Regions from separate parts of the Anas platyrhynchos genome. Here region 2 is linked to region 1. A link is a contact called in public Hi-C data. All regions are on one chromosome and are shown on one strand. Each heading gives the region's core, a stretch centred on a gene start, on an enhancer-like site or on the middle of the called end of the contact. The rest is flanking DNA. Distances are from core to core; before and after follow the strand shown.

The links. Hi-C and Micro-C count contacts between places; a contact is called where the count stands out from the background.
Region 2: a contact with region 1 is called in a Hi-C map of subcutaneous adipose tissue, with 3 times the contacts expected there. The contact joins two enhancer-like sites. A contact is called at or near these places in 2 of 8 Hi-C or Micro-C datasets (liver and subcutaneous adipose tissue).

What each region holds. Positions count from the first base shown.
Region 1 is chr1:79,542,967-79,548,943 of IASCAAS_PekinDuck_T2T, reverse strand. LOC101804866 (killer cell lectin-like receptor subfamily F member 1) reads left to right here. Exons shown (of 6, transcript XM_021267629.4): 6 at 1-2,578. It overlaps LOC101794236 (C-type lectin domain family 2 member B), which reads right to left. Exons shown (of 5, transcript XM_072042730.1): 5 at 5,379-5,977. Among named protein-coding and RNA genes, the nearest start is that of DYRK4, 120 kb to the right of the region's middle. Within about 2 kb of position 2,888, at least 4 of the 8 cell types and tissues checked have an H3K27ac peak or open chromatin away from gene starts, as enhancers often do.
Region 2 is chr1:79,647,574-79,653,550 of IASCAAS_PekinDuck_T2T, reverse strand. No RefSeq gene overlaps it. Among named protein-coding and RNA genes, the nearest start is that of YBX3, 15 kb to the left of the region's middle. Within about 2 kb of position 2,205, at least 1 of the 8 cell types and tissues checked has an H3K27ac peak or open chromatin away from gene starts, as enhancers often do.

The sequences.
Region 1 (5,977 bases), core at 1,639-4,138:
GACAGTGTCTCATACTTATTCAGAGCCAACCTGCATGGCTGCTGGGTATAGAGGTACTGGATCAAGCATGAGGTGACCCATAACGCTTGTGGCTAATAGCCTGATGGCTCCCATCTTCTTCTAATGTTGAACCTTGTGACCTGATACAAAGCTATGAGCTAAGGAAGAGATTTGGACCATAAGACAAGATTGCAGAGGAACAGCAGCAAGGAAATGAAGATGGTGGCCTGCCTTTCCTCCTACATTTTGCCCCTTTATGTTGCGAACTCTTTGACATGGAACTCTAAGTACTGCCTGAGAGATGTGATCAGATATTGAAGCTAAAGTTAAGTAAAATTAATGACTGTTGATCTAGTCAGTAAATAAGATGCTTGGTCACTCAATTTTCAGGGACACCACACTATTTCTGGACCTACAGTGAAAAAATGCTAAGAGCGATCTGACTTACCATCTTTTTTAGATTAATATATTTGGAAAAAAAAAATGAAAAAAATGTCACGATTAGATTTCAAAGAAGTCACGAAAGTAACTTGTTCCAATTGTTACAAATAACTTAGTATAATAAGAGTAACAATTACTCTAGATTTCTAGCTAGCATGTGTCTTTGAAATGAGTAACCAGAGTGCAAATATTTGCACCACTGTTGAAATATTTCCAGTGACTCATGTTCAATAATGAGGAGAGCAAGTAATGTGTAAACATGGAAATTAAAACAACAACAACGAACAAACAACACACATATAGGGGAAAATGGATGTGGAGGTGTAATAAAACTGCTTTCCTCCTGTTTGAAAATCATGTACCTCCACTTGGGTATTCACAGGGCCCTGAAGGCACTAATAGGCCCTAAGCTTCCTGAAAGCCTCTCCTGAGACTCCCACCCAGATCTCCTTCCCATGGGCCCAAGATTATTCAGTCTCAGGCCTGGGGTCAGTCTCTGCCTGGGCAATGTCATAGATGTACTGTCTCCAGTCTTGCTTTCCTGCCTCATTTCTTGGATGGATCTTGAACCTTTGTTGTTGGTATCTTGCCTCCTGGATCCCTCCTTCTAAGAATGTTCTAATTTGTCTCCAGTTCTTTTTCCCTGCCTCCTGGATGAACTCTACACCCACATTATAGTCTTGTCTGTAGCCATGTCTCTGTCCCTGTTGCTCCTGACTGGATTCCCTGAGTGGATCCTGGACCTGCCTCATCACTTGCTTTGCCTGGGACCATTGAAGGACACTGTTATCAGCACCCTGCTCTACCTGCTGTTTTCAGCCCCCGTGGGACTGTGCCTGGTTGATGAGAGCATTGCCTTTGCAAGGTTTGTCCTCTGCTCTTGGCTCACGTTGCCTTTGGTATATTCCTATTTACACCAGCTGCTTCTGAACATACCAAGCACCACAGGTGGCACCTCAGATCTATTGTACAAATCGAGCAATGAATTTTGTATTCCTGCAAATGCTCTTTTCACTACTAGAGTGCGTAATTTCTGCTTTACAAGTTTTATGTCCAGTAACAATACCGAGGGGCTAGGGGGACCTCTGAATTCCTCTTGTCCATACAAAGATGCTCAGCTGTCCTCTGTCTACCTCAAACACCCACTGAAGTGCTTTGCAAACCCTTTTATGCACAAGTTCACCTAAATGAAAGACGATGATTCTTATGGCAGACTGTATCCCATTTATTTGTATATTTCCAGACTCTAGGAGAAGTTGTGTGTGTGAACTTTGTTTTATTATTACAGCAGCAGTGAGTAGAAAAAGATCTCCTCCTTCAAATCGAGAGGTGAGTTACCAAATCTTATACAGGTGGCTCCCCTACAGAAGAGAAAAGCACACCCTTGTTTCTTCTCTGCTGGATACTTGGCACTACTTCTTATAGTCAAAACAACAAGTTGGTATATTTAATTTAACAAAGACTTGTGCAAGCGAAAAATGAACACAGTCCAAACTGAATATTTTATTGAAGCAAAGAAAACCAACTCTTCCACAGTATGTTTGAGTCTTGTTCACTGATCCTGATACACTGACTGTATTAGTCATGAAGCACAGCAGTGGTGGCTGTTCAATAGGGAAGCAAAACAGGGAGACTGCATTTCAATATCCTTCTCTTCTGGTATGCTTTGATTAAAAAATACCAGTGTGACATCTGAGTCCTATCTGATAAAATATCAAACACTTCTGATGTGAAAGCTAATATTCAAAAAGCTCAAACTGAACTGTGAATCTCTAGTTTCATATTCTCAGACAGTGGGGCCACAGAGCTGAGGCATTCTCATACATACAAACTGCTGCCTTGCAAAATCTACTGGTGTAAAATCTACTAGTGTAAAATCTACTTTTCCATGCTTACAGACAGGGTTGCTTAAGCAATTTTTTTTTTTTTACCCTTTCTATTTCAGACAGCATCTCTTCAAATGCCCCTAAAGTTAACTCTTCTACATTGTGCTTACCACAATAAGACACTGAATTCTTACCTTGTTTCATGGAATCATACAATATTTTTTAGAAAAAGACACTCCAAGGCCCTTTTAGGGCCAGTTAGGGAGAATTTCTAAGCTGCCAGGCTTTTAATACAGTTTTTTGTGCTTTTACACTGTCTCTGTGTGGTGAACCGTGCGTGGAAAAAAAGACAAACCACAAAATACCATAACATTAACATCAAAGATGCTACTCTAACAAAAAATGCACAGACTGGAATTAAAGACCTTGTTAGCATCAAGAAAGATAAGTAAGTCCAATATGGCTTTCAAAATGTAAAGCCTTTAGCTCATGTTTGCTGTGGAGCACATAATTAAAGGCAGATGCAGTTTCCAAGGTATGTTGATTCATACCTGCCCCAGATGTGTGGTGCCCATCTGGAGGGCTGTGGTTAATGTCTGTAACCTGTGATGAGTAACTAACAGACACGCTCACAAGTGAGCTCATGGCATGAAGTACCGCTTTTTTACCATGCACGTGATTGCAACTGTAGAACAAATGTTTCATGATATATTTCGTAACACCAACAAACTGACACCCCTCCCTCACATCATGTGGCTCTTAGTGAGTTCTTAGCTGCACTGAAAACAAAGAGAAGGCAGAATACAGCAGTATGTGAGCCTTGAAACTCAGAGACCAGGGAAAATATCTACACAAAAAAGGACCCTCCATATTTTGCAACTCACCTCTCAAACAGCTGTAGACTCATTGAACATTTGAAGACCTCAGAAAACTAATAATATTAAATTAAATTTACAGGCCTCTGCTGACCTGCACAAATAAAAACCTGTTGTGGTGTTAGAATCCATCCATGGACACTGATGGCCAACAGTGCACTTATTTATGGACACGCAAAGGTGGTAGGGAGGTAGTAGGCGTATGTAAGTGAGAGTTTTAAAGGTGAAGAGATCCTCTTTTGAGATACTAACCGCTTGATGTATCTATGTTCCATAAGCACAACACGACAGCTTTTCTTAAGATCTTTAAAGCTAAAGATTAAGAAGTGAATGTCACAATCAGCGTTGCTGACTTCCTTTCAAACGAAAAAAACAACGTAACTTTCCCCTGCAGAATGTAGTATCAGCAACTAAAGACTCGTTTGAAAAACTGTTGTTCTTGTGTTAAAAAAAAAAAAAGAAAAGAGAGAGAGAGAGAGAGAGAAGAAAAACTCAGTTCAGCATGTGTGCAGGGACAGACTTGTTCTACATGGAGAAGGAAAAGCAAGGAAAACGTCTGAAATAAACAAGATACTTTTTTTCAATGGAGAAAAAAACATGTTATTCCAGGGTACTTAGAGCCTACCTTTCTATATGCATTGTAGACAACTCCTGGATTGCTGGGTTTTATGGCAAATATTTCTCAAGACATGTTGTGGTTTAACCCTGCTAGGCAGCCAAGCACCAAATAGCCGCTCACTCACTCTTCCCAGGTGCAATAAGGGAAAGAATCAGAAAAGTAGAAGTGTGAGAACTCATGGGCTTGGAGGAAGAGAGTTTACTAGTTAAACAAAAGCCACGTATGCAAGCAAAACAAAATAAGGAATTAATTCGCTACTTTCCATGGGTGGGCAGATGCTCAGTCACTTCCCGGAAAGCAGGGCTCATTGTGCGTAATGGGTTCTTGGGAAGACAAACACCATCACTCCAAACATCCCCCACCTCCTCCTCCTTTATCCCAGCTTTTATTGCTGAGCATGATGTCACATTATATGGAATCTCCCTTCAGGCAGTTTGGGTCAGCTTCTTGGGCACCCCCAGTCTCCTTGCTGGCAGAGCAGCATGACAAGCAGAAGAGTCCTTGATATAGTGTAAGCACTGCTCTGCAGCAACTAAAACATTGTTATGTTATTAACATTATTTTCCTCCTAAATCCAAAACAAGGCACCATACCAGCCACTATAAAGACAATTAACTCTATTCCAGCTGAAACCATAACACATGTTGAGCTAATTTCTCTGAAATCAGTGGTGATTTTAACAATACTTATGAAGTATCTGTTATTCAAACATCCTAGCTATTACTAATGTAATTAAATATTTTTGTAGCGTCTTACCAAAGACCTTACCTACACTTTATGCAGTCACTAAATCTTGTGTAATCCTACAGATTTAAAAGGGAAAAAAAAAAAAAAGCACTTAATTGTAGTACTTCATTAACCTCACTGTGAGTAAAGCGAGTTCATATCCCGCCCCTTCAGTTCTTAGCATGACAGACATTGGGTATTAACAAAGATGCTAATTGCACCCATTAAGAGTCAAAAAGCGCTTTCATTGTAACCCATTGTGCTCATGGTTTCTTCAAAACCTCCTTTAAGAACTAAAATTTTCAATATTTGGACTCTACATATAGATGGCATTGATGGAGAAAAAACAAAACAAAACAAAAAAAACACAAGAGTGCCATTATTCTGTATTTAAAAAGAATTTCTGGGTAAATCAGTTCACTAAAGAAGATAAAATGTGGTACAAGAATACCCCTTATCCCTCACAAATTCTATCAAATTTGTAAAATATACCTATAGAATTTCAATAATATAAATGCTCTGAAAACTTTGTAAGAACAAACTGCATAAAACTCCATGTTTCCCCCCAAATTTACTATACTGTTTTTATTTCACTATGCTTGTTTCAGCATTTCCAGAGGACTACTTCACCAGTTTAGTTAAATGCTTTGTTAAATCTGACATATTTTGAAGGGTTTAAAAAGATTTAAACTGTTAGAAAATGAAATGTTTTCTGGGGTGGTGGCATGAAATGTCATTTCATGTAAACCCCAACGTTATCTTTAAAGATCTTTTCATACTGAAAACCTGAATATTTTATTTTGCTTCAGTCTGGTGTGACTTCTTTTTTTTCCATATGGTGCTTGGGCTGAAAAAAGACTTTTAATGGTACAACATTCGCACACACACCAGTGGAATTCAAAAGCTCTGTAAAGATATTTATTAAGTATCTTTTCCGGACTATTGCACATACCATACTCTTCAGAGCTAGTTAATTTAAAAACATTGCAGGGAAACAAACAAACAAGTTACATATAAATTAACACATAGATTCCTACTGCTATTCATACTGTAGAGTCTTGTTACTGTGCTTATAAAAACACATGCAATTAAAAAAGTGTAGTTCAGAAAAATTATGATCATATATAAATTAACATCTAGAAGATACAAGTTTTTAACAATATCTGTACCACAAAATCCTGTTACAGTACAGTCCTACTGTCACAGAAAATAATGAAGGCATAAACAAAACAATTAACAAAATTAGACAATTAAATTTTCATAAAAATACAGTGAAGGCAAAAAAATTATTAGAAATAGGACAAAATATAATACTGAAAAAAACACAGTGCAATTTTACATTCTTGACAATGAAAGAAACACAATTATCTTTCCTTCCCTGAAACTACACTGCTCTCTAGTGGCTCAAAAAGTTATTCCACTTGCTTCTTTAAGAAATCCCATGTAGCCTGCGGCATACCACATCACAAAAGTCAACTATGCATGCCTGA
Region 2 (5,977 bases), core at 956-3,455, 110 kb before region 1:
AAAGGCCTGTTTTAAATTGAACTTTGGGACATTTTGTGTATTTATTTTTTGTAACAATAAAAAGCTTGCCTTAAAATTAAAAAAAATATATCTTGTCTTCTTTAATCATAATTTCTCTTCAGATACAGCCCAAGGTTGCCATTACACAAGCATTACATCTCAGTTAATGTGGTGTAATGATGACACGGACACCAGGGTTCTTTTAGGATCAGTAACTGCTACTAATGACATAACTTCAACTCTCTCTTATTGAGGGCATAACTTCGTCTCCTTATCGAGGACAGGCTCCCTTCTTGTACCATTTACCCCACAGCAGTACTTTTCCACTATTCATTGGTCAACAACTTTGCCCGGCAACAGCAAACACCCGGCAACTTCCACGCCTTTACGGCTGGAGAACAAGGAACCCAAGACAGCAAGGCGTCTCCTGAATCACCCTTCTTTGTTCCCTCTAAACTCTTTACATTCCTGATGGCCTCATCGTTAAGAGTCCGATGTTATCACCAAACATGGGGCTTGTCGACCCCCATGGCCACACTCCCGCAAGTTAATTCATTCCAAAAATCCTCTTTGCGGTTTCCTTATTGGTACACTGTTTTTCGGGAGAAATGTATTCCACGAAGTGATACGGGTCACACTAGGAACCCTGCTGACAGAAGCAATTCACTTCTCCTGTCCTAGCCTCTCTCTCTGATGTTTTGTGATTATAAAATTGTGTATGGGCGTGTGTTTGTGTGCGAATGCCAGCCATCCTCATGAATATGAGGGATGTTCTGCTTTACTCTACCCCACCACTGAATAAAGATTTGAGGTGGTGATGGAATTTACTTTCCTCTGAAAACATAACATTCAGTATTGTCTGAGATAATAAAAAGTCAGGTCCTGTTAAAGCTGATCCTATTCCCCTACTCCATATAGCACTCCTTTGGAATTGCTGAACTCACACCACATGCAGAAAGGTTGCTACATTTCCTTTACCTCCTGTCCCCTTTTAAGCTGGATTTTTTACTGCTTTTGTTATATATATTTTTTTCTGCTACCTGAATTATTTCCCAGTTCTCTGACATTTTACTCCTGCTGCACCAGTGAGTCCTAACAGAGAAGTGGCTTTTTTGTCTACTCTCTTAGCACTTTTCATTACCTAAAACTAAAGCTTCCCAGACAGCCTGTTCTTCCTGGCCCAGTCCCTGGATGTGAACTCCAAAACCATGCAACTCTTTACTGTCTCCAACTGGATCTTTGTGTTGGGAGCTTGGTGACAGGGCACGTGGAGAGGAGGTCAAAGGGGAGGGAAGAGTCTTGCCAGTGTGTTGAAGGAAAGGGCTCTTAGCAAGAGTATTTGGAATAAACACCAAGAACTTTGAGATTCTGGAAAACTGTATTGGTTTTGTTATTTTTGTGTAATTTAAAAGGTTTTGTTCATATTTTGAAAATAAAGAAACATTTCACAGTAATTTCTAGTTGCCAAAATTACTCTTTTTTTTTTTCTTTTTTTTTTTCTTTTTTTTTTCTCCACGAGTAACTCAATAGCTGTGCTGAAAAGCTAACAGTGAATCAAAGTGATTTAAGCAGGAAAGGAAGACAAACTTTCCAAGGCCAGTAGAAAAAAGATTTTAACCAAAACTTGTAGCTCTTAAATAAACAGAGTGAAGGAGAAAACATGTTTATCTGAGACAACGATGAGTATATTCAGTCATAGCCAGTAGATGGCAGTAAAAGATGGGGAATAATGAAGGTTAAACCTGCAATTTAGAAACGGCTTGCGGGTTCTCATTGCTATTCAGAGACTTTACTGTGTCCTGGTGCCACACATTGTTTACAGTTGGATTAGAAAGGCTGCATTGCATAGTTTCTTGGAGAGCTTTTTTTTTTTTTTTCTTATGACTTGTGTCTTTCTCCTTAGGTTATTTGGATGCACAAGAACGTCAATGTTTCTGTACAACAAATCTTTGTTTTCACAATTTAATCCCGCGATTAAGATTTCCTAAATAAATGTTGCAAGCACAATGGCCAATTTATAGGTAGGATCTCCCACAAACTGCTGAAACTCAGGTTTCCCTTATCAGTTACTAATAAGTATGGTCCAGCAACTAAAAAACAGCTCATAGAGAAAGTGAAGAGTACGGCCAGCTGACGTACAGATATACCCAGTGGAAGCAACTGGGAGCCCATTTGTCCACAGTAATGTTTGGTCAGCACTTGGATTAGCAAATTGAATATGGCAAAGAAAAATAATCCCAGGACGTTGAACAAGTGCAGTGGTCAAAGCCCAGGCTGTGCATTTTGCACAAAGCAAAGCCTTGTGCAGCAGAATACTGCATAGGCATGCATTGTGTGAGCTGAATGAAAGGCTGGGCATTGTAGTTACAATGTCACTCTGCAATAGATGAGCACCTGGGCATTATGGGACGTGACTGGCTTTTGTCACAGCAAGAGGGGTGAAACGTGAGAGTATAAATCTGGAGGGAACCCTGGGACACAGATGTTTTACCCTGACTTTGCAGCCATGCTCACCACATCACATCTTTAGGAGATTTATTACGCTCCATCCCCAAACCAGTTTGTTCCCCCCCTCCTCCCCCTCATAAATGCCCTCTAATTATCACCTGTAGTATTCCATACATACTTATATGCTACAATCTGCTAAAGCTATGACATATAATTATATAAACTGTAATGAACATAACACAATTATGATTATATAATATAGAAAATATAGAATTAATATAATTAATGTCATTACAATACATTAAAAATCTAAATCTAAATAATAAAATGTGCAGTTCAGATTGAAAGCAGGTTGAAATTTTTCACAGAAAATGTCTTCTGACAAGTGAAAATTACTTCAAAGTTTTTCAAAATTGCAACTTTTTTGGCAGGTAAAACTTTTCATAGAAAGTTTTTCAATGAAAATAGAAGCATTAATTCCAGGTTTTCTCAGGGGAAAGCCATTTAATCACAAGCTATATGTAACACTTAGAAGAAAGAGCATCCTTAAGCTGAGTCACCAGCTACCATAAAGACTCCTGCTCTAGTCCTGCCTCTGCTGAGAGTGAAAGATCTCTTATGTCATGACCCTACAAGGGTTTAGATTAAATCTACCTTACACACATTGTGGGAAGCTGAACTTAATTTAATGGCTTCTGCCTGATACCCCAGAGGAATGTATGTTCACTGAAGACACTTCAACAAGACACTTTGGTAAGTCCCAATTTGTATTAATTTCTCCTTGAAATGTACTGTTGTTCCTTTTCCTCTCCATTTCACAACTGTCACCATTTTAAAATCACAAAAAAATTATTTGGGAAGAAGGTCACCTAGTCCAGCTCCCTGCTTAGAGTGTGGCTAACTTCAGTGTTCGATCAGGTTGCTCATATTTTCTTGTAGAGCTGAGAAATCTAATAAAATACTGTAAATAGGACAACTGAAAGGTTCATTGAATGACAAGGAAATTCTTTGTCATGGCATTTCTCTAAGGCAGAGCTGAAGGCATTCACTGACACACCGTTATTAATAAAAAATTACTTGTTCTTGTTACAATCTCTGCAACGAACCAGTATAAACTGCACATGTGATTCCTGCTCCTGTTTTGTATAAAGTACAACCATCAGTTTGCATCAGGCATATATAAAACACAAGTTAGGGTGTATAAAGCAGTAATGCACTGACATACCTAGACACATCCTACGTGATAGTAGTGACTTGTATATTTTTTAATGCCATGACAGCTGTTACCAAGTTCTTCTCACTGTCTGGTAGGGAGGTTGGCTTTGCCTTGCCCGGTATTTTCTGCAGTTAAATTTCGGGGTCAGTAGTCCTCTGAAGGAGTGTTAAAGCTGAATACCAGATTAAGGTATGAGTCACGGGAGAACCTTTATAGGGTTGGGCTACGAAGTTTGCATTTGAAAAAATTCTGCTTGGGGGTATCTTGACAGTGCACTGAAAGAGAAACCTTCTGGAGCTAATCTACATTTATATGTAAACTGAATGAACATAATTCTTCGTTTTCTGTGTACAAAGAACCAATTCAAGTCTTCTAAACTCTGCCGGCAAAGCCTGTGCTGTTGTCCTAAAATATTGTGCATGAACCGGACTTCTTGACTTTGGAAGGGGAACGGGGAGGGAAAGGGGCAGAGCTGGAAGAGAAAAGCAGGGGAGAGAGTGCAGCAGGATACAATCCTTCCAGCAGCAGCTCCCAAACCCTCCCTCATAGAAAGCAGCAGCAAACCTGGTCTTCCCACGCTGCTCCCGGAGGCTTGCTCCCTCTGATGTCCAACTACTTTACTGGAGACTAGGACTGTTCCTGTGCACACATTAAACGTGTTGTCAGCATCTGCATGTAGTAAATGCTCCACTTCCTCATTTCTAATTTAGTTATTGTCTGCTCTTAGGGATGGTTTCAGAGTGGCTGGCAAACACCAAGGCATCACATTCCTAAGGTGAGGGAATCTCTACACAGGGGTACAGGACCATCTCCCAGTGCAATATTAATGGGTAGCAAGGCTGTTTCTTCAGCAAGCTCAGGGTGAGAGCTGGTGGAACAGGATGTTGGGAGACTTCAATGACCAGCATTAGACAGAGGCTCCATGGCTCTCCTTCAGAAAACATCAATCAGAAGCATTTTTGTTAAGGTTGTTGCTCCCCTGGGGCTGCAATTCTCCATATGAATTTCCTACATCACAATACTTTCATCAAGAAAATACTTAGAACATGCGTTATCTAGAGAAAGTAGTTTCAAATATTTCTCTTTCAGAAGACACAGGGATCTATAGGAGGCCTTCTCCCTTCTGGGGAGGCAGCTGGAGGCCAGAAGGGACACCTAGGTTATATAAGGTGACTCTAGATGCTCTTGTTTAGGCATCCCATTTGTAAACTCTCTATATTTTGTGACTTTCCCATTCCTTCAGGAGAATGTCTTCAGGAATATGTTTGCTTTAGACATTAACAATTCTGTAGTAATTCAGTCCTAGAGGGCTTTGTGCTCAGCACTGTCACTGCTTCTAGCCTCTGCCTGGCCTCAATCAGGCAGTACATTGCATCCAGCCACCTGACCATTGACTGCTTCTCTCTGCCACCACTGGGTAGCCAAAGCCAAAATGGCCACCAAGAGGGGTGAAGGCTGGGCTCTGTGCCTGGATGTTTATTGCTCCACACTTCAGGCATCTATAGGAACCCCACTAACTCTTCTGTGCTATCTGACCCTTTGCTGCAGCGATGACCCAGTCCATTGTACCTGAGGTAAACCAAGTAAGCTCTTGGTGATCCAGGCAGATAGGAGCTAAAGGGAAAATGTGAAGGCTGGCAATGAAGAAGGGTAAGGGGAGAGTAGGAGTGTTAGAAGAACTCCCCTCCACGCGAGTGCCATGCTCTCATCTGTTTTGGTAGCTACTAAACCCTGCTGTACCCTAGAGCTATATTTATCTGATGACACTTCTGAACTGACTCATCCCAGTACTCAGCTTCTGACACATACCTATGAACCCACAGGCAAAATATCCACCCATACTCATGCTGTAGTTTTAAATCTACCGCTTGCCTTCCTATAATGCAGCAGTGCTTCAGAACATGAAAGGAGCAAAAACTTTCTTTTTAACAAGACCAATGACATGCCATGTACCCTGTTGTCACAGCACAGTGGTATGATCCACCAGCTCTTCAGGTAATTATGATATTTTCAAATGTTCTTAAAATTGCAGTCAGTGTGAGTTACATTTTTATAATCTAGAATAGCTGGACTTCCATACCACAGTATGGCTCTAAACCAGAGCTCAGCAACAACAGGTCACAACAGTAACTTCAGGTTCATGTATCTGATAGTATACTCTAGCTGTACCTTAGTGTTAGAAACAGCAATTGGACTGAGAGGAAATAGCGAATATCTCACAGGGCCTGAAAGTGATTTGGCAAAAGGATTTGGCAATATCTCACATTCAGTAAAATCTTATTCAACATTTCTCCCTGTAGCAGATCTGTCAGT